Regions from separate parts of the Triticum aestivum genome. Here region 1 is linked to region 2. The links are chromatin contacts, called in public Hi-C maps. All regions are on one chromosome and are shown on one strand. The core of a region is the stretch at or near the end of the contact, and the rest is flanking DNA. Distances in the headings are between cores, read along the strand shown. Region 1 holds the start of LOC123052868 (WPP domain-associated protein). Region 2 holds the start of LOC123052867 (ferredoxin--NADP reductase, embryo isozyme, chloroplastic).

The links. Hi-C and Micro-C count contacts between places; a contact is called where the count stands out from the background.
Region 1: a contact with region 2 is called in a Hi-C map of leaf, with 2.3 times the contacts expected there. The contact joins the promoter of LOC123052868 here to the promoter of LOC123052867 in region 2. A contact is called at or near these places in 1 of 5 Hi-C or Micro-C datasets (leaf) and 1 of 1 datasets of contacts at active chromatin or transcription factors (leaf).

What each region holds. Positions count from the first base shown.
Region 1 is chr2D:308,487,141-308,490,397 of IWGSC CS RefSeq v2.1, reverse strand. LOC123052868 (WPP domain-associated protein) reads right to left here and starts at 1,950. Exons shown (of 5, transcript XM_044476227.1): 1 at 1,685-1,950; 2 at 1-1,154. The coding sequence starts at 1,702.
Region 2 is chr2D:308,446,021-308,449,402 of IWGSC CS RefSeq v2.1, reverse strand. It overlaps LOC123052867 (ferredoxin--NADP reductase, embryo isozyme, chloroplastic), which reads right to left and starts at 1,272. Exons shown (of 6, transcript XM_044476222.1): 1 at 1,047-1,272; 2 at 900-962; 3 at 1-161. The coding sequence starts at 1,070.

The DNA of each region.
Region 1 (3,257 bases), core at 701-3,200, 40 kb before region 2:
ATGGTACTAGAAATGATTGTGTCAACCCTTGAAATGATGTCAGGAACTTTCTTTCTTAGATGCTCAAATTCTAGATCATGCTTAAGATCTAATGACGCCTTCTCTCGTTTGAATTTGAACAGCTCTTCCGTTTTATCTTGTAAGTACAATTCATGCAATCTCTTTAATTTACTAATCTCAGATCTGAAGTAGTTTATGATTTCTTCCCCAGTTGAACCCCTGAGATGCCGAAAGTCAGATTTTTCGGAAATTACTTCTCTGGGACTTACAGATCTCTGTGTTGCAGACTTCTTGGTTTCCACACTGGAAGATGCAGAGTGTTCCTCCCCTGTTTTCTTTCTTAAGAGATTGTATTTCCATCTGTTACTCCTGTTACCTAGATTTTCATGCTTACTGTGGGGACTATGTGATTCATCTTCTGAAGGTAACAGCATATCCGATATAGACATCAACTCTTGACGGATTGCACCACACTGAACCACAGTTTCCTTCCGGTTCTTCCTTAGACTGTTGACAATGGAACTTTGTTCAAAAAACCTCCTCTCTAGCTCATTCTCAAGAGTTCTGATACAGTCTCCAATCATAATGCCGGTGACCTCTAATTGCAAGTCATGCTCCCACTGAAGATCGTGAATTGAAGCGTTGAACAGGCTCAACATGTCCTTAATTTGCCGGAACACCACTATCAAGAGTAGCTTTAGGTCATTGAACCCCTCATCTATCTCTACTATTGGCTTTCCATGACGGCATATCACAGGGCATGAAACATCTGCATCACTGTCATGAACAAAATTATGGCTTTTCAAGAGCATCATATCCTCCTTGAGCCTATTAAGCTGTTGATCGACTTCCAGTTTCATCAAATCTAAGTACTCTGTGTAATTGATCTCTGCATCTGCATCCAGAAGGTGTTGATGTAGCCGCGACATTACAGTTGCAAACGCCTCAAAGTTGCTTCCGATATCACAGCTGCAATTGCAGGAGAACAAGGATGGCGGTGGTGGCACTGGTGAACCTTCCAAAGACGAGGGTGTGTCGAGAGAAGGCTGATCGAGCAAGGACAAACCATTGTGAGGTGTACATCGGGATTGGCTAGTGTTGGCTGCTGGTATGGTCAGCCTAGCAAGAAATGGATCCATTCCTTGGTCAAACACCTGCAGCATTATATTTTAAAGAAAAATTACAAACGATTAATTCTAGGATGATGTTTACGCTTTGGCAGTAGTAGAAAAATGTGCAAGCGGGATACAGTGTTGCCTCATTGCGATTTACAATTCGCTTCTCACTTAACAGCCGGCCATAACAATGAGCAGCAAACAGCAAAAATTGTATCTGCTCCAGTCCAGCCCACACCAAAAAACTGGGCCGACCAGTTGCGGTAAAAATGCAGGGAAGTTTAACAGCAGTTGGTTCTCCCTGCTCTTCTTATCCCTACCATTACCAAGTAGGAAGCCAACCAACAGCAGAGCGCACAGTTGATTCGCTCGGGCAGTTCCCTAGGTTGGTTCCAAACGGCCGCGACGCGTTTCCAGTTACAACCCAGCGGCAGCGGATGACACTCGGTTAACAAGCAAGCTGAACCCAACCCAACCCCGAGCCAAGAGTAGACGGAGAGACGATTGATTTACCGCCAAATTTGACAGTGCAAAAGGAAGCGGAAGCGGAAGCGCGGAGAAACACTTACGGGCTCGATCTGCGCCATGGGCAGGAGTTGCGGCTCCGAAAGCCGTGGCCGCCCCGGGGGAGAGGAGGCCTCTAGCTAGGGTTGGGAGAGGTGGTTGCAGCGGGAGAAGAGGGCAAGGACAGAAAGGCGGTGGAGAAGGGAGCGGTGAAACCGGCCGGGCTGAGGATTGGACCAGGCGACCGATCGCTGGCTTGGCTTGGCTTGCCGCGGGGAAGACGACACACCAGACAGGTCACCACCGGGCGGGGCGGGGCGGGGCGTTGCGACCGGACGGCGGGGGGTGGTAATAATAACCAACGGACCAGCTGCGGCGCGGCCATTTTTGATCGCACGGCACGGAGAAGCTGACGTCGGGGTCCGTTTCAACGCGGGGCCCATCGGACGGCGGGGTGGTTGGGAGGTGGGAGTGTGTGTAGCGACCGCGTAGTGTGGGACACGTGATGTGTGGCTGGGGCCCAGCAGTCGGCGGGAGCGAGGGAGAGAGAGAGTGGGGTGCTGAGCTGGACTGATTATACACGTACTACAGTACGGGACAAGAGCGAGGGAGATGCGCATGAGTTTGAGTGTGGCCGTCGGATGTGCCGGGTGTGGCGAGCTGGTTCGCCGCTCCCATGGCTTTTGCCCTTGGGCTTTTTCCTTCGCTTTTGGTCTCTTCTCTTTGCTGGCAAATATCTATCCCTTCATTTGCGGTTATTTTACTCTTGGTTGATTCATCGTAGTATCTATCTTTAGTTAATGACTCAAGTAATCGCGTATCAAACTTTTTTTCTTTTTGCATGACTAAAGTAAGGATGTCCTAATTATAGGCTCGAAGAATCGAATTTTAAAGCACGACATTAATAGGTCATTGATACTTTTTCTAGACAAGCCAAAGGCTGACCCTCACCTTTTTGTGTGTTTCTTAATTTTTCGAAAAAGGCTTTCGTACCGCTTTATATATAAAGCAATGATCATCAACAGTCGGTACAAACGCATGCCACCACAACACACGCACACACATAGGGTAGGATATATAGCGCTGAGCGCAGCAACATCACCCATATCACTACGGAAGAGATGCAGCCGCATACGACGAACCGTTGACTCCAAGATGGCGCCTTCAGAAAGAAAACGACACCGGAGCGCCGGCACCGCCCGATCCGAGGATCGGAGTTTTCTCTAGAGCAAGACGACAGGCAATGAGAACCGCGGCGACGCCTTCAAGAAGGGAATGAGTTTCAACGTCGCCGCCAAAGATAGAACAGGTTTTCACCCCGGCCAACACTCACCGCCACCGGAACGCCACACCCCGGCTACCACGCTGCCCGCACGGCCATGGCCACCGGGCAGCACCGAGCCACGAGCTCTACCCATGAGCATCGCGCTACCACCACTAGGCCGCCGCCCCAGCATCCAAGACGACATCACCTCACCCAAGACCCGCCGCTACCCCAACCAAAGAGATGAGCGGAAAGGTTCCGCCTTTCGCAGCCCTGGGCGGCCCCCAGCGCCGAGACCCAATAGGCCAGCCAAAACTGGCCTCCGTCGCCCCGTCCTGCAGCCCCGGGCGCGAGATGAGCTTCCTGCTGTCGGG
Region 2 (3,382 bases), core at 23-2,522:
TTTGTATTCTCCAGTTCCAGAGGTTTAATAGCAACTTTACATTTACTTTTGCTTGCTTGTTGCACGTACATGCAAAAGACCTTCTTCGTATGTCTTGGTTGCAGGGTCTTGTTTTCCCATGCTAATTTTCCAGTCCATGACTTATTACAGGAGTTATTACCCTGAACAATAACAAGTAAATCATGTACAAAAATACAGTACTACGGATGATAGAAACTTAGGGTCCAATAACCCCTAAGCTAAGGAGAATCAAATGCTGAATGTTTGCCTGTAAAGCCCAACAACAATTCCTAGGTCCTAGAGATATGAAAGAATTATAGCCTAGGAATGTTTTCGAAAAGGAAGTGATGTGCATGTTGCGTGAGTATTTCTTAGTAATAATTCTCATAAGAAACTATGGCATACAAAAAATGTGCATGTCACTAGTTCATATAGCACATATTTCCCAGGTGTGAGTCTAATTAGTACTTCATTCGGGAAAAATAAGTCATATCCTGCCTAACCTAAAAATATATAACACCTATCTCCCACTGTATTGGCGGTAACCGATGACTAACATCTGTTTGGCGGTAACTTACCAATGCTGAGCGGGATATAGTTGCAAAGTAAGCAATGGAGATGACAACTAAGTCAGGCAAAGATATGATTGAGAAAACTCTAAGCCGCATAGAGCTGCTGGCAATCACACATTTCGCTTCAGATCCGTCAACAGTTCAACTAGCAGGATGCTCTATCTGCTGGTTTCCAAAAAAACGTACTTAGCAAAGTTTAGAAATTTGCCTTTCGGAACTACTGTATTATTCTATAGTGCCAACGCAGATCGAACCAGGAGATTCCTCATCGATACCACCCGAACGGGAGCAACATTAAACCTCAGACAGTTCAGACTAACCACGCACCTTGAGCGAAGAACAACTCCTGTAGTGGCGACCATCCGAACCAATCGGCGCCACGGCAGCCACCTACAAGGCACCAGGAAAGCTTAGGGGCACAGCGAACGGGGAAGCCGCGCGCACGCGGAGGGTGTAAGACAAGAGCGCGCGTACCTGGGCTCCAAGGGCGGAAGCCATGGCCAATCGATCACGTGCTTGCGGAGGAGTTCGCTAGGGTTTTGAATTTTGATCTGCGGAAGCGACGGGGAGAAAAGAAAGGGACACGAGTGTGGAAGTTTGGAGAAGAGTAGAGAAGCAGAGGCCGCTATCGGGGTGAACGCCAACTTTGTTTTTTTAGCGAACGTCGGTCTTTATTGATCAACCAACAAATTTACAAAGAGTCTCCCGGATGCAATCCGGAGCCGAATGAAAAATACATGGACTAGTAGAGCTCAAACTAGATCTAGCTAAGACATAAGCTAAAACATTGTACTGCCGACGAACATGCTGGAAAGTTGCAGAAGAAAGACCATTTGCCATCACTTTGACGTCCATAAGAATAGAACCTACCACCGAGCGGTCACTAGAAGAAGATTTCAAGCGCTGCATCACCGAGAGGCAATCCGTATTGAAGATAACATTTTTTTTCGAGAGTACGCCAAAGGCGTACCATATTTTTATAGAAGGCAGCAAACATAATTACAAGAAGCTAGGCATAGATGCGAACATCAAGCTAGCAAGATTCACTCAACACCTAAACAATACTCTGCCTAACTACTCATAAATCGATGTATTCTCCCAACACCAGCTTCATCCTGCTCTTTAAGCTCATCGAAGATTTGGTGCACCAACTGCCGCGGCCTCCTTTGTTGCTCCACCCACCCAAATACTCTAGCATTCCTTTGCTTCCATAAAGACCAAGCTACGAAGATGACGATAGTGTCAAAGCCTCTTCTGTCCGTCTTCGAGATTGCATTCCGTGCCTGAAGCCACCACGGTTCCAGCGAGTCACCTGATTGCGGCTGCCGGACGGTGACCGTGATTTCCATGAAGCAAAGATGCCAAACCTCCTTGGCATAAGGGCAATGAAGTAAGATATGGTCAACCGTATCTTCCTCTTGTAGGCACGTGTAGCATGCCGTCGTAGCGTCCTGCAGGCCATGTCTAGCGCGCCGATCCGAAGTCCATAGCCTATATTGCACCGCTAGCCATGCAAAGATTTTGCATTTTAGGATCGCCCCACTCCTCCAAATGCAATCGTATGTAGGGGAAGTCGCAAGCCCAAGGTGCAGCACCCGATACACTGACCGCGGAGTGTACTGCCCCGATGTGTCCCACGGCCATGCAAACGTGTCCAGCCCCTGAGAGTCTCGATAAGCATCCATAGTAGCCACTCGGAGATGCATGAGCTGCAAGAGGGCCATGAACGGTGGCTCTTCATTAATGTCCAGCTCCCACCTGCTATCAACCATAGCTTGACCGACCGTCCGTTGGTTCTGCACTCTCGTGGGCACCAAGGGTAAGATTGCTGGTGCAATGTCTTCCACCGCCAGGCCATTCATCCAGCGATCCTTCCAAAAGAGCACTCTATCGCCGGCTCCTACTGTGATTTGCACCAATTGATTGAACACATGCCTCGCTTCTTCGTCAACCAAGAACGGGATACCTTGCCAGGGTCTGTCTAGGTCCGTCCTCCTCAACCACTCCCACCTCACCCTAAGGGCGAGGGCTTGCACCTTCAAGTTCTTTACTCCAAGGCCTCCAAACCTTGTGGGACGACAGATAGTGTTCCATGCCACAAGGCATTGCCCTCCGTTAACCTTGTCTTTCCCGGCCCAACAAAACGACCTCATCCATGCGTTAATTTCATCGAACACCCAGTCAGGGGCATTAAGCACCATGAGCTGATGGATAGGTCTCGCCGCCACCACTGATTTGATGAGAATAAGACGTCCTGGCCTTTGAATGAGGCCGCGCTGCCATGCCGGGATAAATTTCCTAACTTGATCCACAAGTGGCAACCAATCTGCTCGAGTTAGTTGATGCATCGTCAAGGGAATGCCCAGATACTTGCAAGGAAACTGCCCAATGTCACACTGCAAGTGTGCGGCAACTCTCTGCTGGTCCTCCACCGTGCCTCGAATCAAAATTGCCTTGGATTTATTGTAGTTGACTTCCAATCCTGAGGCCTCGCCAAAGCTCGCCAGCGCCTGCTTGACAAAGACCAAGTCCACCTCTGTCGGCTTGATGAACAACGCAACATCATCCGCGTAAATGGATAGCCTTTGTGTTGGAGAGATCCCATTTAGTTTGCTAGCGACTCCTTCCTCGGCTCCTTTCCTGAACAGCGTTGTTAGGGCTTCCATGGCAATGACGAATAGGAGTGGTGAGACTGGGTCCCCTTGGTGAAGACCGCATGCGTGCACAAAACTCTGTCCCGGTCCTCAAGTGAAGGTAACATTATCAAAACCCTCATCACATGCAAGACGAACCGCTCGACGGAGTGCTAA